Regions from separate parts of the Mus musculus genome. Here regions 1, 2 and 4 are each linked to region 3. A link is a contact called in public promoter capture Hi-C data. All regions are on one chromosome and are shown on one strand. The core of a region is the stretch at or near the end of the contact, and the rest is flanking DNA. Distances in the headings are between cores, read along the strand shown. Region 1 overlaps Trio (triple functional domain (PTPRF interacting)). Region 2 overlaps Trio (triple functional domain (PTPRF interacting)). Region 3 overlaps Otulin (OTU deubiquitinase with linear linkage specificity). Region 4 has its middle 18 kb from the start of Gm36899.

Region 1 (2,732 bases), core at 216-2,715, 210 kb before region 3:
AGAAACACTGTAGGGCAGTGGCTCTCTACCTTCCTGATGCTGGGACCCTCCAATACAGTTCCTGCGGTGATCCCCAAACATAGAACCATTGTTGTTGCTACTTCATAACTAATTTTGCTACTATTATGAATCATAATGTAAATATAGATACAGGATATCTAATACGTGACCCCAGTGGGAGGAGCAACCCTCACACAGGTTGAAAACTGCTGCTGTGTAAATAGATGATGTCCTACCCTAAGCAAGGATTCATATCAATTTAATTTTTTTAATTCATAACATTGTCTTAGTCAGGGTTTCTATTCCTGTACAAACATCATGACCAAGAAGCAAATTGAGGAGGAAAGAGTTTATTCAGCTTATACTTCCAGATTGCTGTTCATCACCAAAGGAAGTCAGGACAGGAACTCACACAGGGCAGGAACTTGGAGACAGGAGCTGATGCAGAGGCCATGGAGGGATGCTGCTTACTGGCTTGCTTCCCCTGGCTTGCTCAGTTTTTTTTCTTATAGAACCCAGAACTCCCAGCCCAAGGATGGTACCACCCACAATGGGCTGGGCCCTTCCCCCTTGATCACTAAGTGAGAAAATGCCTTACAGTTGGAGCTCATGGAGGCATTTCCTCAACTGAAGCTCCTTTCTCTGTGATAACTAACTCCAGCCTGTGTCAAGCTGACACAAAACCAGCCAGTACAGACATCAAAACGTATGTAAGCTCCCTTACTTGCTGCGCTCACTACAGATCCATAATAACGAAGATTTAATTATTCTCCATTAGAAATTAATTTATGCAAAGTAAATGTAAGAACAAATTTTTGAAAATTTGATAATAGCAAAATGGCATTATCACAGAAAAATATGTAATCAAAAATAGCATTTGAAAGACTCCCCAGCCCTGCCCATGCAGAGGCCTTTGGAGTGTTCTAGCGATATATTTTGGCTCGTCATTGTGTTTCTGGGGAGAGGCGCACACCCAGAACTATTGTGCTACCATTCCTCATTAGCCAGCCCTGGCTGGGTCCAGCCCATGCCTGCTTTCTGGAAGCCAAGCCAGGACAAACTCTTATCCCCTGCACTTTGACCTTTCTCAAGGCTATTGCTCAGAGGGCTGCCAGCACTGGGTTGCTGGGCAGAGTTGGGCAGAGAGAACCAGTGAACATAAAGGCAAGCTTACCATCATAAAGGAACCAGAGTGCCACACAGATCTCTCTCTGTCAGCTCTCTTTAAAATATTATTCGGTATCTAATAGTCAGGTGACTTAATGTTACAAATTTTGGGGATTTTTGTGTGTCAATCAAACTCTCCAAAGAATAGAGACTCCCAAGCGTAGAAACTTTTTAAATAATAATCTGGAATCTGAAAATTCCTGGTAACGGTTTTCAGTCCACCATCTTTGGCCGGTCCCCTGGTTGTGATTATCATTTGGATCACTGTGGCCTTACGTCAGATAGGTCACTGTCCAGCTGGAAATTAATAAGTGCATCCTGGCCAGCAGCCACTTTACTGCTGGCTTTAATCTGACCTTGGAGGCAAGCTTGTGTGTTTTAAAAACTGATACATCTTAGTTTAATTTATATTTTAAAAAAAATAAGATTCCTACCAAGGCTGCCTCTGCAGTTCCAACCTGTGAGTCACTTCCGTTGCTGGAGGGAGAGGCATGGGGCGGATTCCATCATGGGGGGAGGATGCCCTGTTGTGGATATGTCCACAGGCAGGGTTTTCATGATGAAATACTAAAAGTTAAGGATGTAGATGAAGTCAGAGTTTAGCCCTTTTGCCCTCTGTCAAGGTATGCTCAGAGTCTGTTGTGGGAGCCTCTCTGGACTAGGAAAAGCCCGTGCTTGTGTCTAAGGTTGGGCTGTTTCCTCAGCACATCCTGCTGATGAAGCTGCATTGCAATCTCCAGAAGTACTCAGGGTGGGAACAGTGTGTCCCGCGCGTGTCCACCCCGGCTTTCCTCCTACCTCCTAAGGCTCTCAACCTTCTACTGACCCGACCCTTTCGTGCAGCTCCTCACACTGTGGTGACCCCAACCACAAAAGTATTCATGGTGCTACCTCATAGCTGTATTTTTGCTACTATTATGAATTTTAATGTAAATATCTGTTTTCCAGTGTTCTTAGGCGACCCCTATGAAGGAGTTATCTGACCTCCAAGGGGGTGGTTGTAATCCATAGATTAAGAAGCACTGGACTAAGTGTTTCACATGGCCACCAACCACCAGAGGCTGTCCTCTTTCCATGTCTACTCCTACCAAAATCGTACCGTTGTCTAATTATCTAATTGTGTTTTATGCAGACCTCAGAGTTGGGTGTCACAGAACACGTTGAAGGAGATCCTTGCAAATTTGCACTGTGGGTGGGGAGGACGCCAACTTCAGATAATAAAATTGTCCTTAAGGTACGTCAATTTACAGCTTATTGGCTTACAGTGTGAACGTTTATTGTGGTGATGTAAGCTGCTTTTCTTGCTGATTGCAGGTCATTTTATTTGACTTTTTTGTTCTCTGATGGAATTGGTGAAGCCAAAAATCAATCTCTCTCTCTCTCTCTCTCTCTCTCTCATTCACTTTTAATTTAAACTGTTTTTAGTATACTGACTCTTCCTAGGAACTGCAAAGAACTCTAAAGGTGTCTCATGCGATAACCTCATCGATATTTTAGAAAACTCAGATGCTGTCTTCTTGGTCTGTCTGGAAATACCAGAGATGGTTTAGGGATGCTCATGATCT
Region 2 (2,730 bases), core at 167-2,666, 170 kb before region 3:
GTTTCCGTTCACAAAGCTGTCATGGACATTTTAAGTCACTGGCATGTGACAGTGGATGTTTTTATCCCATTTGTGTTAATTACATTGTCCCAGAGTGGTCCTCCTTGAGAGGTGACGCCCTCACTTTGGGAAGGCTTGTGACCTTGATCTGCCCATTCGGGACACTGGGCAGTGGCGTTCCTGTGGCGGGAAGATGCACGTAGATGAGGCATGAGCTCACTTGATTAAAAATAACTGATGCAGAAAAAAACAATTGGTAATGTCAAAGTCTGATGCAGAGTCTGGACCACTAGGGAGCCCTGGCCCCTGTGCCATGGAGATTACCTCATCTCCATGAACTTGGTCATCCTCGACTGCAAAGCAGGAGCACCGACCGGTGCAGCATCCCTCCCTCCTGGCAACCCTGAGCGCCCCAGGCGGTTCAGCGAGCAGCTGAGAACAAGACTTGGATCTTGAGGCAGAGCAGCCTCTTCCTATAGAGGGACCTTTGAGTCCTAGAATATTTAGTCCTTTAAGAATTCTTACTACAGGAAATTACTAGACTTCTTACTTCATAATGAAGGGTGATTGTGCTATTATTCCCTGCACACATTATTATTTTGATAATTGTTAAATTACTAAGAAGTTTTAAGAGATAGTCTCAAAGTCAGCACTAAGTTGACGTAGATTCTGAAAGAAAATAAAATACTATTTCACGTTAAAGGGTGGATAAAAAACGATGGAAGTCCAGTTTGTCCCTCCCACATCACTCAGGACAGGAACTCCAGATGCCTTTCCCAGCATGATATCAGGATGATATTTTAATATCCACTGGTTCTTCCTCTGCATTGATTACAGGAGATCAAGTATCCATCAGGCTTGAGCAGAAAAATGGATTCGGACTCCTAGCCAGGAAATACATTTTAAAGCAGATTTTTTTTATGCCTGTCAAGAGTACCATTTTATACACGGGCAAATATCTGGGCATTGCGCTTTGAGGAAAGTGAATGGGATAGCACGGTGCTACAGGGAGCCGATCGGTTGGGCTTGGCTCCTGTCCACAGGGGCGGATCTCACTGCTGCTGCTGCAGTGTGGAACCTTACACAGCTCTAGCAGGAGAATGTAAACAGTTATCAGGGAATGCAATAAGGAGAGGTCAAGTGAGGCTGAGACAGGACTCTGGTTCCGTGCCAGCCTGGGCTACTTAGCTTCTATTGCTGTTTTTTTCTTAATGTTTACTTTTTCCTTTGAGAATTTCATACGACATTATGTTGGTCATATTTCTCTCCCTCCCCCAGCTCCTCCCAGATCTCCATACCCACCCAGCTTCATGTTCTTTCTCTCAAAAACAAAAACCCATGTCTGTGTGATTGATATGCCCAGTATCACACCACTGAAGAAAACAGACTTTCCTGTAGCTATGAACCGTGAAGAGTTTCCTGGCAAGGGGAGGGACTTCCTGCCTCACTTCCACTCCGCTGTGCTGGGGTTTTCCTATACACTGTCTTAAATAAACCCTTGGTAACTCCAGCAAGTCTTGTATCAATAAGATGGTGGCTGTTGAGGCGGCTCAGGCTCGTTCTGAGTTAGCTACTCCCTTTGGGACCCAGCCCAGCACTCTGCATATCTCTTAGTCTGCATCAAACTGTGGAAGAGTCCTTCCTAACAGTGAACAGATCCACACAGTAAGCACTGAATTTGGTTTCAAATCTTTTCGAACCTGTTCTAAAGGATGGAAACACAGGATATTCAGCTCAGTGTGAATAAACAAATACCAAAGTGTCGCCGGAGGATTGTTTCAGCCATGCAGACTGGCTGTTTCACATTAACGATTGAGCAGTCTAAAGTCTCTCTCCAATTTTCTCCCACTTACATACCACCAACTCATTCAAAGTTTACAGCATGGTGCATGTGCGTGCATGAGTGCCCCAGGGACCAGTTCTGTGGAAAACAGAACCAGTGTTCTGTCTCTCCTCACTCTACGCATGACCTTGGATATATGTCCTTGTGAGAGCATGGTCTGTGGTTCATGGCACCTCCCCCCTCCTCCCATACACCCACCAGCACTTCAGAATTCTCATTGAAATTTGTTTATTGATTTTTTTAAGCGAAATACATTTATAAAACTATTTTGTTCTCTCACTTTTGTGGGAAAAGGTTTTCCATGCTTGATGGAAAATACATCCAGGAAAGAAATGCTGTGAAATTACATTTAAGGTTACAGCTGATTTTACAGCACATGTAGAGTCCTGAGATATTAGTAATCAGCCATGGGACTCTCCTTGCAGGGAGCCCTAGCCACCCCGAATTGACTTTTCCAGACATCTTGCTGGTGAGCTGCAATCTCTCTTTGGTCTATCTTTGTAAGGAGAACACAGATTTATGGCTTTTCATTCTGAAGAATTTCCTCCAGGTGCTCGGGGTTGGCCTCTGGGGTGAGTGAGCAAGTCCATAAACACGGGGAGCTTGGAGCAATGAGCTCTGGAATCTGTCCAGGGAGCCCCTATTTCCTCTTCCTGCCCGCAGGCATGGGGGTGGGGACTGGGCAGCCACAGCCCGGAGGCTCCGGTTAATTTCTTGCAGTTCTCTCCTAAGACCATGCGAATGTGAAGGATTGGCTCAGGATGCCCAACTATAACAACCGGAAAACCCCCAGGGAATAGAAGCAGCTGAGCATCCTCACATCGAGCCCTGAGTGACTGGATGTGTGTTCCTCTAGGCATCCTGTGTGCAAGTCCATGTCTTCCTCA
Region 3 (2,823 bases), core at 59-2,558:
CCTAGCCCCAACCTGGACATAGCTGGCCAAAGCTGGATCAGCCCCTCACTTGTGAAAAGGGAGTATCCTTTCTATTAGGAGCTTTTTAGTTCTTAAGTGCACTGTATTTGTAAACATCTGTGAATGGATAAGACCTGTGACAGCACTTACTACAGAATGACCCGAAAGCTCCTTGTGACTTCATTTTGAGGTTGATGCTTTTGATACATGCAGTTGCCATGTTATCAAGATTATAGATATTTGTTAGAGAAAACAGGCTGGGCTCTAGGCCAGTCACAGATAATGTGCTTAAGCTACCGAGTGATCCTTAACCGTTACCATCGTCATTTCTTGCTTCAGTCTCCTTCCTCCTCTTCTCTTGCTATCTTTAGTTTTCTTTTTTCCAAGACAGTTTTCTCTGTAATCCTGGCTGTTCTAGAACTTGCTCTGGAGACTAAGCTGACTTCAAATGCACGGTCTGCTTCTTGCTTGCTCTTACTCCAAAAGAAGGCAGACTTGTGTGCCTACTAGAAAGGAATAGTGATTTATGTGGACCCCATGTGTGACCCATGAGAGCATTTAAAGTTGTATTAACTTCTGAATAAATAAGTCCAACTCCATGTTCTTTCCTAATAGTTCTTCTAAACTTTTATTATCATGTGTCTGTGTGAGTGTGTGTGTGTGTGTGAGTGAGCCTGTGTGTGTATGTAAGTGAGCCTGTGTGTGTGTGACTGAGAGTGTGTGTGTGTGAGTGAGCATGTGTGTGTGTATGTATGTGAGTGTGTGTGTGTGAGTGAGCGTGAGTGTGTGTGTGTATGTGAGTGAGCATGTGTGTGTGTGTGTGTGTGTGTGTCTGCCTGCCTGCCACAGTGAGTGTACGGAGAGGTCTGAGGACAGCATTGTGGAGTTTACTCACCATCTGTGCTTACGTGGGCTCCTGGGATTGAACTCTGGACAGCAGGTTTACATGGTCAGTGCTTTCTCCACAGAGCTGTCTTGTTGGTCCTCTAACTTGGTTTCTTTTCTAAGTCTCATTTTTTTTAACTTTTTTCTAAGATTTCCACGCTGGACCTGGATAATCACTTAATCAACAGACTGACCAATGAGTGACTGAGATGAGCAAACTAACTTGTTTCTACCAAAAGTAACTGAGTTGCCTGTTGTACTTGCTCCTTAGGTTACTGTCCAGTGCTACAGAGCCACAGCTCTTCCCGGGCTGCCACCTGCCTCCTCTCAGACCTTATAGCTTTGGAGGAGTATTTTCTCTTGAGTTGTACTTCTTGGAGCCAGGGTGTAATTTCATGTTGCTGCCACTTGAGGGCACATGAGGTTCTGGTGATAAGTCTGAGACTAATTAAACTGCCTGTGCATGTCTCACAAGTGCAGGGCTTGTGGGAACAGTGGGGCTGTTGCAGCTTTAGGTGAAAGGTCATTTATCACAGTACAATACGATGACTAGATGGCTTTTCCGCTTGACTGACACAGAGCACTGTCACTGTGATTTTGAGTTTTGTAGAGACAAGTCATCTTAGTTACATATGATTGCCGTAGACTGAGAAAGCACAATCAGAATTATTGTTTATGAAGGCGTCTCAGAGGCTTAGGTTCTAGTGGAACTGAGCATGCTCTGTTCTGAACTGCCTATTACTGTTAAGCAAGTTCAGCACACGGTGTTAGGATAGGACATTCTGACTCCAGGGATGAAATCTCTCTTTTATAGTGCCAGTTACCCCTATTTATTTATTTGTTCCTCCCTCCCTCCCTCCCTTCCTTCCTTCCTTCCTTCCTTCCTTCCTTCCTTCCTTCCTTCCTTCATGTACGTGTGTGTGTGTGTGTGTGTGTCTGTGTCTCTGTGTGTGTGTGTGTGTGTCTGTGTGTGTGTGTGTCTGTGTGTGTGTGTGTCTGTGTGTACCTCTGTTGCGGAACCATCTCAGTGGACCTCAGGTGAAATCTTAGCAGTGTAGTCTATGGTTTTCATCCTGACACACCCAGGACTCTTGAGAAGATAGAGTTTCTCATGCTGTCATGGCTTGAATTGTGGCCTTCAGATTCCAGATTCTAATGCTGTGTAGGGACAAATGAAATAGTCCAGGAACAGGAACAGGACGTGAGGGCCATAGTAGTTGCCTGTGGCTCTCATTAGAAAGGTGCTGCTCCCACCCTCCCGCTGCTGTGGGCCTCATTCCTCTTCCCCATCTTGTGCTGTGGATTAAGGATGTGTGGGAAGGTTGTCAGGAGTTAGGCTTCACTGTCAGGAAGAGCAGCAGCCTTTGACTCTACCGTGGACCTTCCGTGCCTGCAGTCACCTTGCTGAGCCATGTAATGTATGGTAAGGTTGCCGTAGTCCCCAGCAGCCACAGGCAGTGAGGACCGCTGTGAAGACCCAGTGTGGATTCTTCCTTAGCTTAGCCTCAGATCTGCGCCTTGCCTGTCCTTGCCTGTGTTAGTTCTGCAGGCTGGACTCCTGTAGATTTGAACCAACAGCATTTAACCTTGCAGCCTTCTCTGTGGCTATGCTTTGAGATTGTGACTTCCATATTCAGATTCTCCATCCTCAACCCATATGATCCTCTCGCAGGAATTAATTTTTGAAATAAGGTAGGTTTTGTATGAAGGCTTTGTGGTGTCTTCCTTTTCGGTTGTCTCAGCTATCTGGCAACACTGACACTTCTTTATCTCTGTTTCTTGATATTCCAGTTACCAGAGAAGCTGATAAACAAGTATACCTGGATCAAGCAGTGGAAACTTGGACTGAAATTTGATGGGAAGAGTGAGGACCTGGTTGAAAAAATTAAGGAATCCCTTGCCCTGCTAAGGAAGAAGGTTTGACGCACGAAATTTTCT
Region 4 (2,705 bases), core at 69-2,568, 170 kb after region 3:
AGAGACTTGCAGAAACAGTGGAAGGATTGTGATTGATACGACTCATTCTTTGCCTCCACCTTATGAGAAGGTTGCTCAGGGTCAGGCATTCACAGCTGGGAAGTGATTGCCAACCACCGGTTTTGAGGACTTCCCCCAGCCCAGCCTCAGTCTCTTCTTGTGGAACATCTGAAGCATAATCTGGCATTGGAATGTCACTGGGAAACCACGAGGTGCTGACTATAACGACTCTAGCGTATTGACCGGACGATCTGACAAATGTCAATGTCCCCTCTGCCCATGTACAGCCAGATGCTTCTACTATTGTAGTGTGGTGCCCGTTCCCACAGAAACCTCTGTGATCCCAGCCTCAACAACTCCACTTAGCTCTGTGGCCTGAAGAGGCTCCCAACCATAGGACAAGATGCCCCCAGGTGATGACGTAAAGGTCCCTGATCTTGGCAAAACTGGATTTAAAAGACAAATAACTGAAGGTTGGGAGGAGTAGACCTACTGTGGAATTTATGGACTCAATGGGTTGTTGCAGCTGGGGAAGGGGATGAAAAGTCCCTGGAGCCTGAAACAGTCCTTTCCAACCAGGAATCTGAGTGTCTCATGCGGTTCTTCTTCTCAGCTGTGGCAGGTGATGGGCTTTGTGATATCATAAAGGAACTCTGGAGTTGAACCTAACTGATCCAGGCAACCCATCTAAGGTCCCTGAGCTCTCCTATAAAATGAGAGAACCCCAGAGGCTATAGATTACCGGGGATATCGATATCTTGGCAGGGCAGTGGGTTCTTTTGCAAGTAACGTAATAGGGCAAGGAATGGGATCAAATTAGGGTGGGTGCTTTGAGTTCAAGCCATCATGTTTTGAAACCCATCACCTCTGGTATACTGGCCTTTTATTAACAGAGTTGGGCCAAGAGAGTATTTCTTGTATCTTAGTGGGCTCTCTTACCATTGCCCCGGGGAGCTGGTTAAAACATAGACTTGCCATCAGCCCTGTAACTGCCCCCAAGTTCACTTCAATGCCATGGTGTTTATTGGGGGACCTAACAATCAGAGCTTCAAGTACTCAACTAGGACCCTGTCAACCATGCACTATGGTAACAACTCTGTACAGGATCTACTGAGAGCTGTCTGCTGCAGTGTCTCCTCCCTTCCCTACTGCCCCCGCCCCCCCCCCCCCACTGCAGGAAGCACCGCTCCCTTAGATCAAGGTCAGCACTAAATAGATTTTTCCTAGGATTGCCCTAACAAACAGATGGAATAGCAACGAGAAACAACTGCTCTCGTGAAGGCCAGCTCTTCAATCAATAACCAGGCTGACCCACTGATGGGGAGAGTGCAGGCTGCCGGACTTTAACCTGCACAGACTAGAAACGTCGCTGTCACTCCGTCTAGTTCTCATGTCACAGCCTAGCCCATCTCTTTGCTCAGGCCTTATATTCCCCAACAGCCCTGAGACCTCACCTCTGTGAGGTGTCTCCTAGCTTCCTTCCTTTCCAGGATTGTCAGTCCTCTGCCACTCATTGGCCTCCAGGGAAGTCTGTCTGTCGTACAATGGTGGTTTTCTGTCCTTGGCCTTCTTTTCTTTTAGTGGGGCATCCTGGTGGCTGTGAACTCTTTGAAGGAAAATATGGAGACTTTAACTCAGTCATAGGGGGTTTCACAAAATCTCCCTCACATACACCTTGCCCAGGGATGGTTAAAGTTACAAATTACCATTCTAGTAGCCAGCCTACCAATAAAGCAACAGCCCTGGCAATAAACTACAGGTTTATTGAAGCTAAAACTTGTTGCTGATTCTCATTGAATCTTAAAACTGATCAAATGTTGTTGGCTCTTCATCCTGCAGCTGTGGCCTCTGAGCACAGAGACATCAAGGGACTTGCCCCAAGCCACGCAGGGACCGAAGTCCCATGTCTTGAATTAAAGAGTAGCAGTGCCCATTGAAATGATGTTTCTTCTTTTTCCTGTTGTTGAGAAAGGATCTCACCACCAAGGCTCACCTGGGACTCACTGTATAGCCCAGGCTGGCTTTGAATTCATGGCAAACCTCCTGCCTCACCTTTCTGTATGCTGAAATTTTAGGAGTGAGCTTCCATGCTCAGCTTTGACCATTCGTGTGTGTGTGTGTGTGTGTGTGTGTGGTTTGAGTGTGTATGTGTGGTGTGTGAGTGTGTATGTGTGTGTGGTACATGTATGTCTATGTATGTGGTATGTATGAGTGTGTATGTGTGTGTGTGTGTGGTGTGTGTGAGTGTGTGTATGTGTGGTGTGTGAGTGTGTATGTGTGTGTGGTGTGTGTGAGTGTGTGTGTGTGTGCATGAGCACATGTGAAGGTCAGAAGTGGACTTTTGAGTGTCTCCCTTTATCACTCTTCCTCTTATTTTTTTTTTAAATCTCTTTATTTTATGTGTACATATGTGTGTCTGAGGGTACATATATGCAGAATTCCATGGAAGTCAATCAGATCCTTTGGAACTGGAGTTACAAGAGCTTGTGAGCTGTCATGGGTGCTGGGAGCTGAACCTAGGCCCTCCTCAAGAAGTGCTCTTAACTTCTCTGACCTTGCTTTTGAGCTCATTGAACCTTAAGTTCACCAACTCCTCAAGACTAGCTGCTCAGCGGTCTCCAGGACCCTCCTATCGCCCCTCCCCAGCACTGGGATAACAGGTGTACTTCACCACACTTCGATTTTTACTTGGGTGATGGGGATTT

What was found. Capture Hi-C pulls out chosen DNA fragments and counts their contacts.
Region 1: a contact with region 3 is called in a promoter capture Hi-C map of liver. The contact joins two enhancer-like sites. A contact is called at or near these places in 3 of 39 promoter capture datasets (the 3T3-L1 cell line, the C10 cell line and pre-B cells), 1 of 484 Hi-C or Micro-C datasets (CD4 T cells), 5 of 115 datasets of contacts at active chromatin or transcription factors (double positive thymocytes, embryonic basal ganglia, large pre-B cells and 2 more) and 2 of 9 other capture datasets (adipose tissue and liver).
Region 2: a contact with region 3 is called in a promoter capture Hi-C map of liver. The contact joins two enhancer-like sites. A contact is called at or near these places in 1 of 39 promoter capture datasets (cranial neural crest), 3 of 115 datasets of contacts at active chromatin or transcription factors (the 230-238 cell line, bone marrow-derived macrophages and large pre-B cells) and 2 of 9 other capture datasets (adipose tissue and liver).
Region 4: a promoter capture Hi-C map of liver shows a contact between it and region 3. The contact joins two enhancer-like sites. A contact is called at or near these places in 3 of 39 promoter capture datasets (the 3T3-L1 cell line and liver), 2 of 484 Hi-C or Micro-C datasets (the G1E-ER4 cell line and cerebellar granule neurons), 1 of 115 datasets of contacts at active chromatin or transcription factors (bone marrow-derived macrophages) and 4 of 9 other capture datasets (adipose tissue, embryonic stem cells, liver and 1 more).

The regions. Positions count from the first base shown.
Region 1 is chr15:27,821,009-27,823,740 of GRCm38.p6, reverse strand. It overlaps Trio (triple functional domain (PTPRF interacting)), which reads left to right. Exons shown (of 57, transcript NM_001081302.1): 31 at 2,300-2,401. Among named protein-coding and RNA genes, the nearest start is that of Otulinl, 140 kb to the right of the region's middle. Within about 2 kb of position 1,465, at least 56 of the 459 cell types and tissues checked have an H3K27ac peak or open chromatin away from gene starts, as enhancers often do. A contact at or near this core is called in liver, where this site is marked.
Region 2 is chr15:27,784,172-27,786,901 of GRCm38.p6, reverse strand. All of the region lies in intron 34 of Trio (triple functional domain (PTPRF interacting)), which reads left to right. Among named protein-coding and RNA genes, the nearest start is that of Otulinl, 100 kb to the right of the region's middle. Within about 2 kb of position 1,416, at least 169 of the 459 cell types and tissues checked have an H3K27ac peak or open chromatin away from gene starts, as enhancers often do. A contact at or near this core is called in bone marrow-derived macrophages and liver, where this site is marked.
Region 3 is chr15:27,611,491-27,614,313 of GRCm38.p6, reverse strand. It overlaps Otulin (OTU deubiquitinase with linear linkage specificity), which reads left to right. Exons shown (of 7, transcript NM_001013792.2): 5 at 2,677-2,802. Among named protein-coding and RNA genes, the nearest start is that of Otulin, 18 kb to the left of the region's middle. Within about 2 kb of position 1,308, at least 36 of the 459 cell types and tissues checked have an H3K27ac peak or open chromatin away from gene starts, as enhancers often do. A contact at or near this core is called in bone marrow-derived macrophages and liver, where this site is marked.
Region 4 is chr15:27,443,589-27,446,293 of GRCm38.p6, reverse strand. No RefSeq gene overlaps it. Among named protein-coding and RNA genes, the nearest start is that of Gm36899, 18 kb to the left of the region's middle. Within about 2 kb of position 1,318, at least 9 of the 459 cell types and tissues checked have an H3K27ac peak or open chromatin away from gene starts, as enhancers often do. A contact at or near this core is called in liver, where this site is marked.